3 separate regions of the Bombyx mori genome follow, and all the other regions are linked to region 1. The links are chromatin contacts, called in public Hi-C maps. All regions are on one chromosome and are shown on one strand. Each heading gives the region's core, a stretch centred on a gene start, on an enhancer-like site or on the middle of the called end of the contact. The rest is flanking DNA. Distances are from core to core; before and after follow the strand shown.

Region 1 (4,741 bases), core at 1,153-3,652:
TTGTATTTGCATTACATTGCGTGCATTTTTTTTATCACTACCGTCTGTTTCTTTTTTTGCTAATTTCTAACATCCAGCGTCCCGGGCGCCATTAAGCAGGCCGAATGCAGACAACATTGGAGGAAGCTGGTGCAAAAACTGGACCAAGGTGGTCACGACCCTCAGTAATGAGGAAACGACAAAGAAGAAGAATATCAGATATTTTTTCAGAAGGGTTTGAAATTTGCGTGGCCAAGTAGATGAAGCATCAATGATATTAGTTCGGGACTGCGAGCCCTGGGACCACACTCGGGGCTCAGCTCGCGACTGATAGTTCTAACTCGGTTGTTATCTTCGCTTACCACTTATTTTTGGAACAATCAAACAATGTTAGATTAACGTAATAGAAATTCTAAGTATACTAAGCACAACGTGCCCCGCCGGACTGCGGTCTGTGGACACATAAGTGGACATTCAACGTTATCAATGTCTATTTGAGTCCAGAGTCCATTCGAGTGAAAGTCCCAGTACATCTGAGACAGATCTCCCATGACCTCTAGGGTCTTCGCACCGGCTTGTACCAGAGACAGTCTTGGCTCGTTAAGGGCAAATACCAAAAATGCATCCAAATATAATCAATCCCAAAGTCAGTCCCGCGACGTATACGACAAACATATGTGAGAGCACCGTGTTAGTTGAAACCGTTATTACGAGGCGCTATTAATAATTCTACTATGAGCATGCGTAAGACTTTTTAAGACTAAATAAAATAATATACTATAGAAATAATCTAAAAATTACTAGTCAATTAACAGATGCGGCTGCCATTAGTGATGCGAATTAAATTAAATATTCAAAAATTAAAATTTACAAACCTTTGCTATTTTCTGCTTTTTAGTTTTTAATTATTACTATTAATTCTTTAGATTCGTTTACATGTAGGCACAATTATCATAAGTTTTTGTATCGAAAGGCACTTATTTAAAATATAAACTAATTTATATTGTTAATTAAAACTATTCATCTGTTTAGGATCCCAGAGTGGATGCGTGAAAAGAAAATAGAAATTAGATTAAAATCATATTTAGGTTATTCTAAGTATAGTATGAAGGTAATTTAGATATGATTTTTTTATTGAATTTGATTGTAGGTTGTGGTAGTCCCACACCGCCCCCCCCGTGTCCCCCCAATGGGAGGGCGGGGCAGCTAGGACCCTGGCGGCTGGGGTCATTTGAGACGTGTCACGTGACCAGACAATTAAATTTATCAAGAAAAAATATTTTTTGTATATCCAATTGCCGCGTGTAATCAAAATCATATCTAAATAAACACATTACAGTTGTCAAACGCTAACACAACACACATACATTCGCCTGTGGGATTTGTAATCAACGTTTAGGTGAAGTTCCGACCGTGTGTTTGATGTTGGTGTAGGTGGTCTTGAGGTTGTCATCGTTAAAAAGTAAATAGACCCAATGCGTATTGTCATAAAGTTGAATTTGTGTCGACGACTGTTTTAACAAGCAAGTGTCAATTCTTTTCAAGGACCACGAGGTCCCCCAGAGAACTGGATCAAATAACCAAATATTTTTTCGGAAATTTTAGTTTTTTTTTTGTCGACCGTACCTCGCAATATGTTAAAATACAATAATCGTATTTCCGTTGTATTAGCGTTTGAATTGACAGTGTCAATGCACAGACAGTAGGGTTGTCGGCTGCGCTCACCGTGTCGTGAAGGCTTCGTAGTTCTGCTTGGGCGCGTCCGGCGCCGGACGGAAGCTGGAGAACGTCGGGCTGGTGGGCTGCGGGGGGGCGGGGCTGCTGCTGCGGAGGGAGGGGGGATGTACAGTACAAGCGGATCTGGTCTCTGTTTGTTATTGTATGGATTCTTGCGCTTTGTTATAATATTACCTAGTATATTAATTAATTTACCTAAGACCGAAAAGTGTCTCTATCAGCACTTTCTGGCCTAACATATACTGGATCCCCTTTGGCTCGCGGCCAGTCACTCTGCGTCGTTACTATGAGCCACACTCTTTCTAAGTGAAATCTGTTGTATCTTCAAAGTCAATAAAATCTTTTTTAAAACAGTTTTTCAAAGTCCCGTATAACTGTTTGAAGACTTTTGTCATAGTAACACGAATATGTAAAACCACCGTACAACGTGGGTTCCGACAACTTCTAGCAAATGGGTGTTTACTACAGGGCAGTCACACTTGATAGGAGCCCCCAACACATGCAATGAGACGTGAGGTATTCTAAGGCGCGGGGTGTGCTCAGCAGACGAAGGAGGGGGAGCGGGGTTGGGGGGCAGCTAGAGACAGCAGCTCACCTGTTCTGCTGTCCGTAGGAAGTGGAGTTGAGTCCGGAGCTGTGCGTGGTCTGCAGCAGCGAGCTCTGGTGCAGCGTGGTCTGCTGCGAGCTGTTGGGGCTGTACGTGGTGTTCGCGAAGCTGCTGTTAGGAGTCCGCACCCTGAGGAACACACCGCGGTACAGCAGCCGTGATCACAAAATGTCAGAATTAAAATGCGTTGATATCACTTCGAGGATTGAACATGTGGACATTTTGAGAGTCCGCGCGGGTAGATATCATCACCTCGCCTATTTCTACCGTGAAGCAGTAGTGCTTTCGGTTTGAAGGGTGGGGCAGCCGTTGCGACTATATTGAGATCTTAGAACTTATGTCTCAAAGTGGGTGGTGCATTGACGTTATAGATGTCTATGGGCTCCAGTAACCTCTTAACACCAGGTGGTCTGTGAGCTCGTCCATATTCCATTCCATTCCACCACAAAAATGGTACTGACCGCTGGGGTCCCGAGGAGTCGCTGCCGTAGCCGGGCTGCGGGTCAGCGTCGGAGTCGTCAGCGTCGCTCCTCAGCTTGTACTTGGCCTGCCTGATGGCCGTCAGCCTGCCGCGGGCCTCCTCCAGTTCCTTCTCGATGCGGAGCACTTCCGACCTGAGGGACAGAGGGCAGCAGCTTAGGGGACAGAGCGGAAAGTTAAGCCTATTTCCCACCGCATAGAAGTCGTATTTTTTTAATACGCTTTTATTAGCTTCAGAAGTATGTATGTTTGTAACGGAATCTTTTTTTACAATAAAATCATTTTTCTTACACTACTTTTTAATTCAAATTTATTAAAATTTATTTCTATTTTTTGGTTGGATTTTCTATAAAAGCGTATTTTGTTAGTTTTCTTAAACTATTATTTAATTTATTTGAAAGTTTATTTGTAATAAATATAAATGGCTATATAAGCTATGCGCTTCGGTAACTACTTTTACTAAGGACTTTTTGGCGGGATCGCGTGGAGTGAGGTTCTGTGATTTGTTTTATTTTGTCTATTTAGTGTTTCTTCAGGTTTAAATGTGTAACAACGGTGGTTTATTAACTGTTTAATATCAGTGAAAGTGCACAAATGTGGGAAAATGAAACAAAGCCGCTGGACGTAACTTCTCGGCATCCTCCAAAAAGTCCACTGAAAATATCTTAGTAAATGACCACTATTTTACTAAGATTATATTTCATCACATATCATTTCATTTCATTTTACTCCATATTATAATTTTTCATAAGGATGTGAATATGGATTAAAATAAGGCATGACTTAAAGGTCTTAGTTACCAGTTTTTTTTTTATTGCCCTTGTTACCGTCGCCCATGGACTTCAGCAATGCCAGGGGCAGAGCCAAGCCTCTGGCATTGCTTTGCAATTTTTTTTAAGGCATTTTATGACTACCAGGCCATAAAATGCCTTAAAACAACTTGTACTAAGAAGTGTACGTCTACTAAGGACATTCGGGTCGGACCTGGCGTCGATCTCCTGCGCGATGCCGCCCACCATGCGGCGGTTGAGCACGAGGCTGCGCTCGTCGTCGCAGTGGATGGCGTCCCGGGCGGCGCGCACCAGGTTGTCCGTGGAGCGGATGACCTCCGCGCCCGCCGCCTGCAGCCGCCGCGTGCTCTCCGCCCCGGGGTCCGCCTTCACCTGGAACCGAAGCCCTCGCCGGGTTACTGTTATGTTACATTCAAATTCATTCTCACTCAATGTTAATTATATATAGAGCTAGCTGACCCGGCAGACTTCGTAGTGCCTCAATCGTTAAATAAAAGACCTCAACTTTTGTATAAAATAAACTTAAAACAAACAATCGGTCCAATGGGGGACACATCATCATCATCATCATCATTCTCCTGCCCTTCTCCCAGACCTGGAGTCGACGCAACATGTTTTCTCCTTCTATCATATACAATTTCTTCGCTCACTCCTCCCCTCTTACCCATATCATCTTTCACGCAATCCATCCATTTCTTAGGTCTACCTCTTCCTTTATATCCTTCCACATTCATATTTAATATTCTCTTACCAATCTCATTTTCATTTTGTCTCATCACATGTCCATATCATCAGAAAACGCGCACTTCTCAAAGGAAAATTAAAATTGTTATTTTTATTTAATTCAAGACATTTTCATATTTATCTACACTTTAAACCTTCTTTGGACTTCCACAAATAATTCAAGACTAAAATTAGCCAAATCGGTCCAGCCGTTCTCGAGTTTTAGCGAGACTAACGAACAGCAATTCATTTTTATACATAGAGATATTCTGTAATCATTAATAAGGTGGTTCCATGTTGGAGCCTGCAGTAGTGAGTGGTGGCGGTGCGCACCTTGCAGGCGACGAGGAGGTGCGCGGTGGAGGAGGCGACCTGCCTGGCGCTGGAGATGAGGCGCTCCTCGGTGGCGGCGCCCTGCACCAGC
Region 2 (4,437 bases), core at 584-3,083, 40 kb after region 1:
TTTGATGATGGATGATGCCTTCAGCTAAAGAATTTTGGCAAAAAATATAACAAAGCCGTTGATTTCTCAGATTGATACACCAAATTCATTTAAACGACAAGGAATCCTAAATATTTTACTGAAAAGAAAACGGATAAAAAGATGCGGCTTAGTACAAAAGAGTTGGCAGTATGCACAAGTTCCCTTTGCCTGTTCAAAAAAAAAATCGGTTGTCTGTAAAGTCGGTTTACTGACGATAGTTGAACGTGACAACATCATAAGAAAATACTGATGGAATGGTTTCATTTTTCAATTATCGCAATTATCGTTGCTATAAACAATGGACACCACATTCATTTTTCACTGAACTTCATACTTGACGAAAACATGTAAACGTATTATTGTGTAGCAGCTGTCCACGCGGATGCATCGCTCACCAAGTAGGAGAGAGACAGATGTCGAACGCTGCCGAACGCGGAGGCCGATTGTGCCTCTTTGTCGCTCGTTGTGCGCTCTCGCTTGCACTTCAAGACTTAAATGGAACGTCTCAGAGCGAGGTAACGCCGCAAGGGTCGTGTTTTTTCGTGCGTGCAGCTGGCTCCATCGAATTATAAGACGTTGTCACGTCAAAAATGAAAAAACAACGCGAGCTACATGGTAGGCGGAGTGGAAGGTTTTTTTCGTTACGGAATTCCATGATTTCGAACTCAAGGTCCGCGATAAAATCTGTGCAATAGCTTAAAAAATCGGAACTAAACTGAAGTTGAGCTGTTTAAGCGTGGCGTTACCTGTAAGAAGGCTTCAGATGCAGAGATGAGGTCGAGCCTGGCCGCTGCCTGCGTCGGCTTCACGTTGGACACGTTCACGGCTTCCACCATGCGGGGGAGGTGCTCGTTCAGCACTTTGCACTCTTCTAGAAGGGTCTCCTGATGGTAAGAAGTTATGCAATCACTTTTACGTTTATCTTTGGGTATATTTTTTTTTAAATGAATTTTATAACTTGGTAACTAAGACCTTTAGGTCATGTCTTATTTTAATTTGTATTGTTATTTTTATGAAAAATTATAATACGGAGTGAAATGAAATGAAGATGATATGATATGGGACGAAATATAATCTCAGTAAAATAAATGGTGGTTATTTACGGAGATTTTTTCAGTGAGAAGTTACGTTCGGCGGCTTTGTTTCATTTTCCCACATTTGTGCACTTTCACAGATATTAAACAGTTAATAAACCACCGTTGTTACACATTTAAACCAGAAGAAACACTAAATAGACAAAATAAAACAAATCACACAACTTCACTCCTCGCGTTCCCGCTAAAAAGTCAGTCTTTGAGTATTTTTTTTTAAGAGATTTTATGACCTGGTAATTAAGACCTTTAAGTCATGTCTTATTTTACTTCATATTCTTAATTTTATGAAAAATGATAATATGGAGTGAAATGAAATGAAGATGATTAATTTGAGACATTAATCAACTGGGATGAAATTTAATGAAATGAGATGATATGGGATGAAATATAATCGCAGTAAAATGGTGGTCATTTACTGAGATTTTTTCAGTGGACTTTTTGCAGGAACCCGAGAAGTTACGTCCAGCAGCTTTGTTTCATTTTCCCACATTTGTGCACTTTCACAGATATTAAACAGTTAATAAACCACCATTATTACACATTTAAACCTGAAGAAACACTAAATAGACAAAATAAAACAAATCACACAACTTCACTCCTCGCGTTCCCGCCAAAAAGTCAGTCTTTGAGTATGACAGAACAGAGCACAGACCTCCGTGGTCGTTACACAGATACTCCACTCCGCTCATGCAAAGGGTTGCATTTCGAGCGGCCTTGTTCTGAGACCGTCTGTATTATCTGTACTATTGTACACAAGAGGGCGCGTCGTTACCTGAGAGTATCTGTTGGTGTTGTACTGCGTTGCGTTCTGGGCCGACGTTATCAGCTGCGTGGCGCTGGACGTCGCCTGCCGGGCGCTTTCCTGTCAACACAATCGATTTAACACGTTGTGATGGTCCCGATAAGTCGCGGTTCGTGGACATCAGAATGTGAGCTATCGACAATATTGAAAATCACCCCATCTGTATAAAATATATAAAATGTTTATTTTTTTTATTGCTTAGATGGGTGGACGAGCTCACAGCTGTTACCGGATGTTAAGTGGTGGTGTTAGACGTCTACAACGTAAATGCGCCAACCATCTTGAGATATAAGTTCTAAGGTTTCAGTATAGTTACAACGGCTGCCCCACCCTTCAAGCCGAAACGCATTACTGCTTCACGGCAGAAATAGGTACCTACCCGTGCGGACTCACAACAGGTCCTATCACCAGTAAAAATATAATAGTATAAAATACACAATTGTGATATTAATTTTATTAATAAAGTATCCATTACTTTCTTGATAATCTAAAATCAGCTGACCTCAAGCAGTCCATGGCCAACACGGATCCGTGTGGTGAAATGTGACACGTTTGGCATGTTGTGTTTAGCATAAAACGCGATTACACAATAGTTTATTACAAGGATTTAAGGCTGTTGAATATATATATTATATACCGACCTGCAGCCTGGCCACTTGTGAGCCGACGATGTCCTGTCCCTGCGCGTAGTCGGCCGTGATGAAGCGCAGCTCCTCCGCCGCTTTGCGGAGCACCTCTTGCTTCTCCCGATCCTGAGAGGAGCAGGTGATGCGAACCCGTTACGATTTCACATTTTCGAAATGCAAATGCAATGCTATTAATGCAAGTTTTATTGTACACTGATAACTATTAGAATAGTTAGTAAGAAGAATGGTAGAAATGAATGGTAGAAAAAAAAGGATAATAGTTGATAAAAGCAAGGGCACAGCTACTTTTAGCAGACTTACGAGAAGAGATTCAGTATCATTCAAAGTAATGAATGTGTAAAAGAGACAGGAATTAAATAAGTTAATCAAAGTACCTACAGTTTTATATTAATATATGGACTTGGCTATATTGAGACATGAGGCTGAAGTCTCAAGTTTACAGTTCATCGGCTGCAGTCCATGGAAACTGGAGCGAACGGACGCAATATCAGTACTGAGATGGGGAGAGGATCCAGCTGTGGTGTTGGGACTTTATATGATATGTAATGCAATGTTGTATCTATCTGTATAGCCATAAGAATCATATTTGATTGCAAAAAGACATTTCAATGAGCGCGTTATGCAGCAGATCGACTAAGATGTTGAATTCTCCCAAATTTTATAAGGAATTTCTGCTTAAACAGCAAAGTGCGGAGGCAGGGATTCTGTAGATTATGCCACATAATTTTAAATTTAGCTATTATTAGATACAAGTTTATAGATTAAGATTATAGGCAGCGGCAACATTACAGCGACAGTTTCAGCTATCACAAAGCTGAGGAGCCGCCATTTTATCTCCACTGTGTTAGTACAATATATTGTAATATTGTTTAGAATTAGAATTTTTATGTCATATTAATTGAAAATTTATTTGTATTTATTTTGTGGAGTAAATAAATGAAATTATTATTATTATTAATTTCCAGCATCGTCAACTTCTTGCAGGGTTCCTGGTCCACCAGTTACGGTTCGAAGTAGCGTACCTGTGGCGAGGAGGCGCACTGGCGGGCCGCCTCCACCATGCGGGCCGTGGCGTCGGCCAGCAGCTTGGCGGCGGCTAGGAGCTTGCGCTGGGAGTCCGACGGTGACTCCTCGGCCTCGGTCTGTGGAGGAGACGGACCACGTCAGTACCATACGTGTCGACACGAGCCGGCGCCGGGAGAGTGTATGAGGAACTAGATCAGCGGTCGGGGAACCGGGGGAAATTACTCCAAATGGGGTAAAATGAAATTTTCGTGAGTAAAAAGTATATATTGAAGTGAAACTTCTTTAGAATCGTTGCGATTTCAAACTCGATGGAACGAAATGAAAAAAAAGGAAAAAATTATTTCTTTTTTTTTTCAAAATTATAATATGAAAGATGCTAAAAAGAAGCGATTTCGTTTTTTTTGTTTTTCGCCATGGGGTAATATCAATTTACACAAAAATATTTTGGGGTAATAATTAAAAAAGATCCCCGACCGCTGAGTGCGGCGTCTAGTGAGATGCAACCTTGATGTTGGTGATGAGCAGCGCCGTGGCGTGTCCCAGCTGCCTGGCGTGGCGCAGCATGTCGGCTGGCCCGGCGGCCGCCAGCAGCCGCTCGTGCGCGCCCAGCACCGCCTCCACCGCGCGCCCCGCCGCCGCCGCCGCGCCCCCGCGCTCTGCACACAACACAGTACACAATTTATGTTAGGGATTCCCAAACTTTAGCGGTAGGTAACGACTTGGCTCTGCCCCTGGCATTGCTGAAGTCCATGGGCGACGGTAACCACTCACCATCAGGTGGGCCGTATGCTCGTCTGCCTACAAAGGCAATAAAAAAAATTTGTCTATTAACCACTTTGAGAATATA
Region 3 (4,821 bases), core at 760-3,259, 61 kb after region 1:
CAAGACCACGCTATATTAAACATTAATAAAAGCAAAACCTTAACTGTCCCCTTCACACTCATAAGCTAGACCGTGCGAGAGAGAGATGGGCAGACTTTTCATGATGCGCATGCAGTGTGACGTCACGCCACGCGCTTATTCACAAACACTACACAAGCGCAACGTGTGAATGTGTTGAACGCGAGCTACATGGTAGGCGGTAGAGTGAGAGGTGCAAGGTTTTTTTCGTTACGGAATTTCATGATTCCGCTCTCAAGACGCGCTCAAGGCCCGCGATAAAATCTATGCAATAGCTTAAAAAGTTGAGTGGTGAGACCTTGACGAGGAAGAAGGCGACTCCGTAGGTCTTGAGGTCCCGCGCCGTCTTGGTGTAGAGCACCTTGGCGTCCAGCTCGCTGAGCCCGACGTGCTTCTTGTGCTCCCTGAACACCTTCTTCTCGATGCCTTTCACCTTCACGTACGAGGCCGGCAGGAACTCTTTTAAACTATCAATAATATAAACATTATAAAATAAAATAAAAATAGTAAGCGTGCAAATCGGTGCACGTGAAAAATATGAAACTTCTACACTATAGTATATTGTTTTTTTATTTCTCATCCTTAAATCAAATTTCCCTTGCAACAGGGAATGCTGTGTATAACAGAAACGATCTGGCTTTGTCCTTTCCCTCTCTCCACGGTCGAGAGGTTAGCGAGACGCTCTGTCTATCTTCTCACTCTCGCTCTTCCTAAATTGTATCTTTTCTCTCTAGCCGTAACGAATCTGTTGCTATAATTTTTCACTGAATTTCTGCCGTTCTCGTTAATTTGCTGTGGCGATATGTGGTGTAAGTGTTCGATTAGTGATTTTTTCTTTGATTTTTATCACTAACCTATAAAATGACAAAATTAAATACACTATCGATAACGCTTATCGACAACAATAATGCGCATCACTATGCCCGTCCATAAGGCTCGTGAGTGGAAGAGAGAGCGAAATACTCGCTGCACCGCTTCGATTTATTATGACCCAAACTGCACGGACAAAATAATTCTAGTATAGTTAAATTTTACTCTCAGCGCGTCTAAAGAAGTTTCACTTCAAAAGCTATATGGGCCGAATTGAAAATGTCCTATGATCCTCATTATGAGTTCCAAGCACTAAATCAGTTCTCCAGCCGTCGACTAATATTGACATTTATCGATCTGATCGACGTCGGAGTGTCATGGAGTACCCAGTGAGGCTGGGTCGATGCGTCACATCTAAGCGAATCTTACTCGAGGAATCCTGGCGTGTGCTTGTCCTCCCGGTGGTCCCCGAACTGTATCTGGCACTGTATCCCGGCAAACTCGCAAGCTGCAACAACACACAGTGGGTTAGCCACACAGTGCTACTGATATTGACACCTTTTTTTTTATTACTTAGATGGGTGGACGAACTCGCAGCCCACCTGGTGTTAAGTGGTTACTGGAGCCCATAGACATCTACAAGCAACCTAAATGCGCCATGCGCCTTGAGATATAAGTTCTAAGGTCTCAGGTATAGTTACAACGGCTGCCCCGCCCTTCAAACCGAAACGCATTACTGCTTCACAGCAGAAATAGGCGGGGTCGTGGTACCTACCCGTGCGGACTCACAAGAGGTCCTGCCATCAGTAAATCACGTTTCAAGACGGTGACAGCAGATCAGCCTTGAGCTCATTCACCTCTCTGACGCAGCAACTAGAGTGATGTATCTTATAGAACCTTGGACCTCGTGTGGTCATTCCGGTACCTTTCTCCTGCGTGGTGGGGTGCGCGCCGGCCAGGATGGCGTCCCTGGCCTGCACGTACAGCAGGGTGAGCTGCACGGGGTCGCGCGAGTCCACGTTCCTGTCCGAGTAGAACAGCTTGCGGCGCAGCAGTAAGGTCTCGCCCGCCTCCACGCCCTGCTCACGAAGGGTCAGCGACCCCTCCACCCAGTTCACTGTAACATTCATATGCATTCCATGCAATCACTCATCATTCTTGTGACGAAACTGCCGTCAGATTTGAATCGTTAATAGCTGCGAGAAGAACAGTAGGATAACAATGATTAAGCTCATTACGGATACGTCACATCTGTACGTGTTCGCCACGTAACACTCTGTTGTCTTCGTGAGGACATCACGGTTGTCTGACGGGGCAGGAGCCAGTGATAAAAATACAAGACGAGCTTCACGAGTAATCTCAGCATATGGGCGTCATTACAACGTGAGTGCGTTCCTTTGAGACATGGGATCAGTCTCAACAACTCCAAAAACCGGAGAGCATGACAGCCTCGTGGCAGAAATAGATCCAGATGGCGATACGTACGCCCCCCACCAGTAAGTGCGGACCACAGGACGCTGGTGCGGTGCTCAAAGAATGCTACTGGTCATTCTCGTCTTTAACATCTATACATATAAATAAAATTAGAGTGTCTGTTTGTAATATTGAAATAACAGCTTTTTACTACATGCATATGAAAATATATGCGGTACATACACCAAAATAACATTTTTTACAATTTTTGTCTGTCTGTTTGTTCCGGCTAACCTCTGGAACGGCTGGACCGATTTTGATGAGACTTTCACTAATAGGTAGCCGATGATATAAGGAGTAACTTGGCTACTTTTTTTAGACTAGCTTCGCCCCGCGGCGTCACCCGCAGTTAATGTCGTACCGCGCTAGTTAAAATATAGATTTATTGCATCTATCACGTACCTTCGTCATCAGTTCTGAGTTTCTTCCTGAGCTGTTCCATCTTGGCGTCTCGTTCCTTCTCCTGGTGCTTACGCTTCAGGGTCAGAGTCCCGTAGTTTGGCTTCTCGCAGGGATCCGGTTCCTCCTTTTGCTCTTCCCGAACCTGGTGTTAAGACGACACACGTTATTATAACAATCATTCGTTAGTAAACAATTGTCAATATATCGCTCCACATCATATCGCCCCCGTTGCTAAGTCGGATGTCCATAATTTGGACAGGTGTTCTGTAGCGCGAAGTAATTTAATAGTTGGCTGGCATGTTCACAATCAATTGTTACTTTGATTGTTAAAATTACTTGGTTTTTGAGGGTAGCCGGAGAAAATGCAATTTTTTTTTTATTGGTTAGATGGGTGGACGAGCTCACAGCCCACCTGGTGTTAAGTAGTTACTGGAGCCCATAGACATCTACAACGCAAATGGGCCATCCACCTTGAGGTATAAGATCTAAGTCAATTCTTCATGCTTTCTTCATATTTTATATTGTAGACATCATGACATCTTTGTTATGCCAATATAAATAAATGTTCGCGGATTTAGTTGTCTGCGATCCTTCATGTGAGGTTTTTTTTTATTACCCTTGTAGGCAGACGAGCATACGGCCCACCTGATGGTGAGTGGTTACCGTCGCCCATGGACTTCAGCAATGCCAGAAGCAGAACCAAGCCGCTGTCTACCGCTTAATACTCCACAAGGCTCGTTTGAAGAAGGACATGTCATAGCGCTCGGGAAACACCGTGGAGGGGAGCTCATTCCAAAGCCGGATAGTACGTGGTAAAAAACTGCATCATGGAATCCAGGGGTCGTTTCGACGCCGCTGGCGCGAGTGAAGCCACACAATACGCAACTCACCAGGCCGTATTCGTCATAGTTGGTGATCCCGATCTTGGTGCAAATCACTACCATGAGGTTCGCGACGATCTGACTGTCGTCCACCAGCAGGGTTTTCACAGTACCTGCAGTACACACTTGTATTAAAACGAGCTTTCATATTGATTATAATTATCATTTGTTTCGCCAACGCGCAATGTAAAGTGAACCGTGTGCATTAGCTCACATTAGATTGTGAAGGCCTATGTCCGGCAGTGGGCAGATAAAGGCTGATGATGATGATGAGATTGTGTTACATTGAGTGTTGTTTTTATTTCATTTTATTTTTATTGCCTTTGTAGGCAGACGAGCGTACGGCCCAACTGATGGTAAGTGGTTACCGTCGCCCATGGACCTCAGCAATGCCAGGAGCAGAGCCAAGCCGCTGCCTACTGCTAAAACCTGTTGTGTTAGGTATTTAGTAGTGTAGCAAATTCCTGCATGTTTCTGCCATGATGCAGTCATGCTTACCAGTTTTAAGGGTAGGAGAGCCCTTATTATAGAACTATTATAATAACACTATATGTCAATAACGATATCAAAATGTGGTACGATTTGACAGCCCTAACTCACCTATCTCAAAAGATTTCGATGATATCTATAAATTATTAATAGCTCACCATCAAGCATCCTGACTCTGAGATTCCTGGTCTTTTTGTTGTACTCCAGAAGGTCTCCGTTCCTTAGCATGTAATAGTCAAGACTTCGGGACGCTTCCAGCCATATCCCCTTCTTGTTGTCTTCCTCCGAAGCCAAGAAGAGGCCATACTCTTTTGCTGTTTGAAAAGAAAAACTACAATTAGCATCAGCTGTAAGAAGTTGTGTTTTAGGTACTGCAGCTTATAAGAAACAATGATAATCATAAAGCTTTGTTCTTGGCTTTTAAACCAACCCGTTTATGTCTGAAAATCAGCCATAATAAAGCTAGTAATATTAAGTATTTAGGGGTATGGAATTAAGATTAACTTAGAAGATACATCCTTGACTGGTGGTACTTTACTGGTGGTAGGACCTCTTGTGAGTCCGCACGGGTAGGTACCACTGCCCTGCCTATTTCTGCCGTGAAGCAGTAATGCGTTTCGGTTTGAAGGGTGGGGCAGATACTGAGACCTTAGAACTTATATCTCAAGGTGGGTGGCGCATTTACGTTGTAGATGTGCCTTCAAACGAGGCTTGTGGAGAGTATTAAGCAGTAGACAGCGACTTGGCT

The links. A called contact is a pair of places that touch in the nucleus more often than the background predicts.
Region 2: a contact with region 1 is called in a Hi-C map of posterior silk gland, with 1.4 times the contacts expected there. The contact joins two enhancer-like sites. A contact is called at or near these places in 2 of 7 Hi-C or Micro-C datasets (posterior silk gland and whole pupa).
Region 3: a contact with region 1 is called in a Hi-C map of whole pupa, with 2.7 times the contacts expected there. The contact joins two enhancer-like sites.

The regions. Positions count from the first base shown.
Region 1 is chr2:8,076,847-8,081,587 of ASM3026992v2, reverse strand. It overlaps LOC101737442 (talin-1), which reads right to left. Exons shown (of 61, transcript XM_038016945.2): 56 at 4,651-4,741; 57 at 3,788-3,966; 58 at 2,785-2,937; 59 at 2,312-2,452; 60 at 1,705-1,803. Among protein-coding and RNA genes, the nearest start is that of Mir190, 3.7 kb to the right of the region's middle. Within about 2 kb of position 2,402, at least 4 of the 8 cell types and tissues checked have open chromatin away from gene starts, as enhancers often do.
Region 2 is chr2:8,036,182-8,040,618 of ASM3026992v2, reverse strand. LOC101737442 (talin-1) reads right to left here. Exons shown (of 61, transcript XM_038016945.2): 22 at 4,095-4,246; 23 at 3,587-3,706; 24 at 2,559-2,669; 25 at 1,888-1,977; 26 at 768-905. Among protein-coding and RNA genes, the nearest start is that of Mir190, 37 kb to the left of the region's middle. Within about 2 kb of position 1,833, at least 3 of the 8 cell types and tissues checked have open chromatin away from gene starts, as enhancers often do.
Region 3 is chr2:8,015,414-8,020,234 of ASM3026992v2, reverse strand. LOC101737442 (talin-1) reads right to left here. Exons shown (of 61, transcript XM_038016945.2): 6 at 4,232-4,387; 7 at 3,594-3,697; 8 at 2,704-2,845; 9 at 1,754-1,945; 10 at 1,258-1,336; 11 at 317-485. Among protein-coding and RNA genes, the nearest start is that of LOC134200612, 51 kb to the right of the region's middle. Within about 2 kb of position 2,009, at least 5 of the 8 cell types and tissues checked have open chromatin away from gene starts, as enhancers often do.